2 separate regions of the Mus musculus genome follow, and region 1 is linked to region 2. Evidence: chromatin contacts called from public ChIA-PET data. All regions are on one chromosome and are shown on one strand. The core of a region is the stretch at or near the end of the contact, and the rest is flanking DNA. Distances in the headings are between cores, read along the strand shown. Region 1 holds the start of Sun2 (Sad1 and UNC84 domain containing 2). Region 2 holds the start of Lgals1 (lectin, galactose binding, soluble 1).

The links. ChIA-PET counts read pairs in DNA pulled down with a chosen protein or histone mark.
Region 1: an RNA polymerase II ChIA-PET map of effector CD8 T cells shows a contact between it and region 2, with 6 read pairs. The contact joins the promoter of Sun2 here to the promoter of Lgals1 in region 2. A contact is called at or near these places in 1 of 39 promoter capture datasets (liver), 1 of 484 Hi-C or Micro-C datasets (B cells) and 1 of 115 datasets of contacts at active chromatin or transcription factors (effector CD8 T cells).

What each region holds. Positions count from the first base shown.
Region 1 is chr15:79,740,649-79,743,948 of GRCm38.p6, forward strand. Sun2 (Sad1 and UNC84 domain containing 2) reads right to left here and starts at 1,888. Exons shown (of 18, transcript NM_001205345.1): 1 at 1,691-1,888. Gm16576 (predicted gene 16576) reads left to right here and starts at 2,050. Exons shown (of 4, transcript NR_045069.1): 1 at 2,050-2,263; 2 at 2,435-2,582.
Region 2 is chr15:78,924,682-78,928,103 of GRCm38.p6, forward strand. It overlaps Lgals1 (lectin, galactose binding, soluble 1), which reads left to right and starts at 2,044. Exons shown (of 4, transcript NM_008495.2): 1 at 2,044-2,123; 2 at 3,289-3,368. The coding sequence starts at 2,115. Gm30368 (a long non-coding RNA gene) reads right to left here and starts at 3,290. Exons shown (of 6, transcript XR_003951546.1): 1 at 2,363-3,290; 2 at 2,002-2,266; 3 at 524-656.

The sequences.
Region 1 (3,300 bases), core at 638-3,137, 820 kb after region 2:
TCTACAGGGAAGAACCTGGAATGCTAGCCTGCAGGTGAGAGCCAGGTCTCTCTGCTCAGACCTGACAGGCTGCAGGGCCTGGACATTTGCATTCCATCAGAAGGTTTGCAAGTTGTTTGTTTGGGGAGTGTTACAGCTCCATATAGCATGCACTTGGAACATGGCTGTAAACTGCGTGGTTACATAGCAGTTACACAACCAATATTTGTTAACAGAAGTAAGGCAGGAGGTGGAGCTGTTGTGTGGTCTTGCAGTCAGTCTAGCCTATAGAACAGTTACAGTCACCACATGGGGTGGAGTGAAACTGATAAGAAGACCAAGGTGAAAACAACAAGTGAAGATAAACAAATCTTTCAGGCACGGGACCCAGCTTCAAATCTCAGAATATCAACCCAGGAATCTCACCGAGCCTGGGCTAGCAGGATTACAAAACTTTAGATCCCAAACCCATCCAAAATGAGTTCCTGGTACTTGTGACTTAGTATTGTTTCTGCTATTCCTGGTGGATAGTGACCTCGCATGGTGGGAAACACCCAAACCCAGACCACAGAAACCAGAAGGTCAGGTTCATCCAGCTAGAAAGACAAGTAGCCTCCTGTCTGGGCTAACTGGCATCTTCCCAGGTGGGATGCCCATCTGGCATCTCTCACTCTCTTCGACTGGTGTTGGTAAAGGGACCAAGTGGTAGTAGCCAAAGCAGGAAGTTGCCTTGGTCCTGGGTTGTATTCCAGTCCTTATAAGGTAGTTCCCCCCATGACTGCCACCCCCACCTGACAGCTCCAGATGCCCATATGCTCCACCTCTTAACCCCTGCCCCGCTGTAGCACATGAAGCCTTTGCCAGGGGGGAAAAGAGTGTAACATGTTTATACAGTGCCCACGCCGCTGTTGCAAGAATCTAAACGTTCTGAGTAGGTGGAGAGGTGGGGCACCGAACACTGCCCCGTGTGCCACCTCCCAGCACTCCCAGAGCGGTGTGGACCTTATCTTTATCTTTCATATTCATCCTGTTGTCACAAAATAGTTTGCCACAGCGGCCATCCAGATTACACAAGATGACAAAGGTCTACCGTGGGGAGCCGCTGAGATAGACACTCCTCCATCCCGCCATTAGTTACAAAACCCTCAAATAAAACATACTTTCCTACTGCAGAGCCTTGGTCCCGAAGATTCCCCTATCCTGGGGAATATTATACGTGACATTTCCACTCCATTTCCCCTGGGACACAAAAAAGTGCTCCAGGCGCTCACCCTCTGTCCTGGCTCTAAGTCACACCCCGGAGCGCGCTGGCTTTGTTTTGTTTTGGTTGGGTTTGGCTGTTTTGGAACTGAGCTAAAAGGGCCCTCCCCCGTACCCCATAACTGTGACAGGCAGCGGTGGCGCAGGCTGAGAACTTCCAGTGCCAGGACTCGGCCTGTGGCACAGCCCTGGTCCGGTTTGGGGCGGCTGGGTCTTGGCTGCCCTCCTCCCCGGAGGCTGCTGGGGAAGTCCCGCCTGGGGACAGCGCCCTCCCCGTGACCGCGATGCGTCAGGGCGCCGGCCCGCGAGTGTCCCGGGGCGTGCGTCGCGCAGGGGCTGGAGTGGCCCGGCCTGGCCGGACAGGGAGGCGCAGGCCCGCGCTTTGGCCGGACGGCGACCCGGGTCAGGCGGGCGCGGGGCCGTGGGGAGGCGGGCCCAATCCCTTCTTTACCTTGCGTGGTTCTTCCCGCGTCGGAGTCCCCCGGGCGGCGCCGCGCACTGGGCCGGGCCGGGCCCGGGGCTGGGGCTGAAACGCGCGCGGAGCGGAGACGCGGGACGGCGCGGGGTCGGTGAGCGGACAATGCGGCCGGCAGAGGACCGCGCTGCGCGAGTGGGGCAGGGCGGTGCGCGCGTGGCCGAGTGTGTATGTGTGCGCCTGTCAATCAACGCTGACAGCCCACAAGTCATTGGCCGGGCCCAGCCGGCCCGCCCCGCCCTCTGCCGCCGCCCATTGGTTGATTTGAACACAAAGGCTCCGGCTCGGCCCGCCCTCCGCGTGGGCCCTGTAGTCCGCGCGTGGGAGGCGGGGGCGAGTACGACCTCCAGGCTGTGGGACCCGAGCGTTCCCTCGCGCATCCGTGCCCACGCGCGCGCGGCGCCGGAGCTCTAAAGGCTTTAGGTGCGGGAGCACACAGGGTGTCATGAAATTGGCCCCAGGATAGGGTCCTGACGCGGCCCCGCGCGGGTGGTTTGGACGCTTACCAGCGTCAGCCGTGTCTGCCCATTTTAAAGACGAGGGAAACAGGTCCGTGGAAGTTTTTTTTGTTTCTTATAAAGAACCCACCCAGAGGGGAAGTTGAGTCTAGAAGATTAATACTATTTAATTTTAAGGTTGAATTTTAAATTCCAAGGTGGGCAGGATACCCATCTTCCCGCACCACCTATTTTTGTTGTTGTTTTTGTTTTTCCAAGACAGGATTTTACTGTCACGGAGATCCACCTACCCCTCTGCCTCCCAGGTGCTGAGATAAGAGTGCACCACCATGTCCAGTCAGAAACCCCAAGTTTGACAGCAGCTTTTCTGTTTTAAAGAAGGCTCCATCCACAGCTGGTTGCAAGAGAAGGTAGGGCTGGCAACACGGTTCTCCTACTTTCCTCCCCCTGGGATGAGTTCCTGACTCCACGGACCTGTCCCCTCCCACCACCACCCCATCTCTCTCTCTCTCTCTCTCTCTCTCTCAAACACACACACACCCCGCCCCCAGAAGATAAAGGAGTGCGACTGGGGATAAACCACTTCTGTTCAATATCTTCTAAGGATGATGAGATCCGGTGTCCTTCACTTTAAAATGCCAAGGGGGTGGGGGGAACTGGGACAAGAAAGACAGTGGTGGTTCACGCCTTTAATCCCAGCACTGGGGAGGCAGAGGCAGGCAGATTTCTGAGTTTGAGGCCAGCCTGGTCTACAGAGTGAGTTCCAGGACAGCCAGGGCTATACAGAGAAAGCCTGTCTCGAAAAGAAAAAAAAAAAAAAAAAAAAAAGCTGGTATCCAAAGGCAGTAGGAAACTGAGGAAATACACACACCCTCATTTTGGATTGGTTCCACTGCCAAATAAAACCAGATCCCCTTTCTAGACCTCCATTGTCCCATCTGGAAATGAGATGCTGTCTACCCTTACAGTATCTTTGGACAATTATGCTAACTATCTTCTTCTTCTTCTCCTTTTCCTTCTTCTTTTTTTAACTTTATTTTATTTAATTTATTTTTATTAGATAAGATTACAGAGGGGAACAACCTTGACCTCAAGAGTAGGGCCACATTCAGACTTTATGGTCCTCCA
Region 2 (3,422 bases), core at 794-3,293:
GTACCACCACTGCCTGGATAGCTGCTAATTTGTTTTTTTGTTTTTGTGTTTTTGTTTTTGTTTTCCGAGACAGGGTTTCTCTGTGTAGCCCTGGCTGTCCCGGAACTCACTCTGTAGACCAGGCTGGCCTCGAACTCAGAAATCCACCTGCCTCTGCCTCCCAAGTGCTGGGATTAAAGGCATGCACCGCCACTGCCCGTTTTTTGTTTTTTGTTGTTGTTTTGTTTTTTGTTTTGTTTTTTGTTTTTGTTTTTTTTTTGTTTTTTGTTTTTTAGCCAGGGTCTCATGTAGCAGATGAGAATTCCTAATCCTCCTGCCTCATTTTCCCAAGTGCTGGTGTTACAGGCATGAGCCACCATGTAGTTTAAGTTTAAATATTGAAAGAATCAGCACAGATAACAAGAGGTATGCATACCTGGGCTGACTGACTGGCTCTGTACGATGGCTTAAAGAAGTCATATTGCTTAAGGGGATGTGTAAGTTCTAGGGAGAGGGTCACTCCTTCTCCCGGGTGTGCAGTTACCTCAGGAACACTCCGGTGGGGGAGGGGTTGTCCTGCAAGGCTTGGCTCGGCATTTTTGAGACAGTGACTAGTCTTCGTGCCTTTGGCTTAGAAGGGTGATGGTCAGGTCAGGAAGGCGGAGGGAAGCGAGAGCCTGAGCCAAAGGAAGGAGACAGAGATACAAAGACAAAGGCAGAGAGGGCAGACTCACCCTTTCAGTAACCTTCCAGGGCACGGGAGGAATCCAGGCTTTTTGGCAAGAGCAGCTTTGAAGTGCCTGTATTATCACACACCCTCCGCTCTGCTCAGTGAACCTCCCTAAGTCTCTCATGTCACCCCATGACCCTCTGTAGCTCCCCAAGACCCTCAGGTAAAAGACACTGAAACCCTTTACCTGGCCCACAAGACCCTTCATGATCTTTAACGCCCAGCTTTCTCCTACATGGTAAGCAGCTCGTTCCCCAGGCACGGGCTTCTCATCTCCAAGCCTTTGCCCAGTTGGAATGCTGGGTCCTTTCAAATCCCTGCTTCATATGTCAGTCTCTACCCCACCATGGTGAGTGTTTGCCCTGCTCAGTGCCAGTGCGGTGTTATTTCTTAATTCAACGCATAGTCACATTCTATCCAAACCGTGAATTCTGAGAGCAGGGCCTGGGAGGGGCTCATCTTCATGCCCTCTGAGGCCAGCACGGAGCTAGACACACAGTAGGGGCTCAGGAAAATAACTGCTAAATGAATGGGAAGGGATGGCCAAGTCTCTTCTCTAAAAGTGGGAATGAGACCAAGGGGGCACATCTGGCACACCCTGGACTGCCCCGAGGCTTGCCTCTCAGGCCCCGGGGATGTCACAGCCAAGGCACTCAGAACTCTCTGCAGGCCCTGCAGTGGGGTGAAGTCCAAGGTATGAGCCAAGGACACCAGCCTCAGGCCTGGCGCCCAGCCCAGGCTTTCTTTAGCCCTAGTGAGCTGCACTGAGCCGTAGCCACAGTCCTCTGCTTCCGGGGAAAGCCCTGGTGGGGCCTGTGCTTTGTGGTCCTCCTCAGTCCTCCCGCAGAAGCCCACAGTGGGAGTCACAGCGAGAGCCACACCCTGGCCTGCCAGGCGGCAGCCTCTTCAGAGAGCCTTGCTCTAATTCTCTGCAGGCATCTATACACACATCCCCCTCCCCCACCAGCTGCGCTGGGACCTAGGGGCTTTCTCCCTGCTGGCCCCAGGCCCTATCCCGCCAACTCTTAGGTTTAACTCATCCTTAAACTATTTTCCATTGGCTCCCCCAATCTCTGCCACAGCACAAATCTTTTTTTAGTGGAAAGAGGGATGGAGAAGAATAAGAGGCGGCGCCAGGACCCTGAGGGAGGGGCTAGGAGGGGGGGTCTCCTCTCTGACTGGTCACCTCTGCTCCAAAATTGACTTTATAATCCATAGACTCCACTTCTGGTGGCCCCCATCCTTGTCCTGACATGCAATTGGCTGAACTCCCGGGGAGGGGCGGGACTCACCGGGTCTGATCCAGTTAAAAAGGTCGGAGCGGGCCTGGGGCCCGTCTCTCGGGTGGAGTCTTCTGACTGCTGGTGGAGCAGGTCTCAGGAATCTCTTCGCTTCAGCTTCAATCATGGCCTGTGTGAGTGCGGGACCCTCTGTTCCAAGGTCTAGGGGACTGAGCAGAAGCAGATGGGCACAGGAGAGTAGACAATTGGGGACTTGCTTCTGGTCCCAGCTGTGCTGCCTTGGACAGGTGTTTTCTCTGGTCCTCAGTGGCTACATCTGTAAAATGGGGGTGGCTGTCACTGTTCCCCCCTGAAACCTTAAGCGTCTCTGGCTTAAGAATGTTCTGGACTTCTCGTAGTTCTGGCCGCATACCTGCCTTGCAAAGTCCAGTATTCTGCTGCTTTGCCGTTTTCTGAGAAGTGGGAGTGGGAAGGGTGTGGCCACCCGGGGAAAAGGGAGGCAGGGGGACATTTTGGCCAAGGCCATTCCCTGTTCACTCTTCCTCTCCACTCTAGAGTCTCCTGACCCCTCCCCCGCTGCAGCTGTCCCCAGTCACAGGGCCAGGGCTCAGTTGGTCACCCTCTGCTCCAGAAAACTAAAAAAAAAAAAAAAAAAACCCTCCCGGGCCTAAGATAGGCTCCAGGCTGGTCAGTGGAGGCGGGTCAGGGCTGGGCGGAGGAAACTGCATGCATTTGCACAGACAGGCAAGCCCTCAGGTATAGGGTTCAAATGTCAAAGAAACCCCTTGCCCAAATGAACTCCTGTCAACTCACCCAGGTAGGTGCACAGCAGTGCCCTGATATGTACTGGGCTCTCTAGCGTGCTAAGTCCACATTGCCACTCTCGGGCTGCCCAGTCCCACCGCCCCTCAGCCTCTCCGCTCCCTCCCGATGGTGTGCATCTAAGCAGAGAGCCTTGAAGCCGATTGGGGAGGCAAAGGCTGTTTTCTCTATCTCAGAGAAGCAAGGCCTTAGGCTAGTGGTCGCCTAATCCTTCCATCAGCAAAATGAGGATTTAGGAAGTCACACTCCATCTCCCCTCCACTCTAAGTCCAGGTCTCCAAGCTGATGTCTTTTAGGGCTTGTTCTGTAGGACAGTCACAAGTTTGACACCCTGCTGGGAATGAAGTCGTTCCCCATCAACTTACACCCTATCCTGACCAGCCCATCCCACCTCGGGCTTCCCCTAGGGCTGGTCAGGGTACTCCAGGGTGGGAATGACCCCATCCCTACACCCCAGCCCAATGCAGGTAGGTCTAACTCCAACCTAAACACAGCTCGGTGCTCTTGTCTACACAGGGTCTGGTCGCCAGCAACCTGAATCTCAAACCTGGGGAATGTCTCAAAGTTCGGGGAGAGGTGGCCTCGGACGCCAAGAGGTGAGACTGGAGAAAAGAATGGAGCGGGCAGGGGGCCAGGTTCGCAGATTTAGG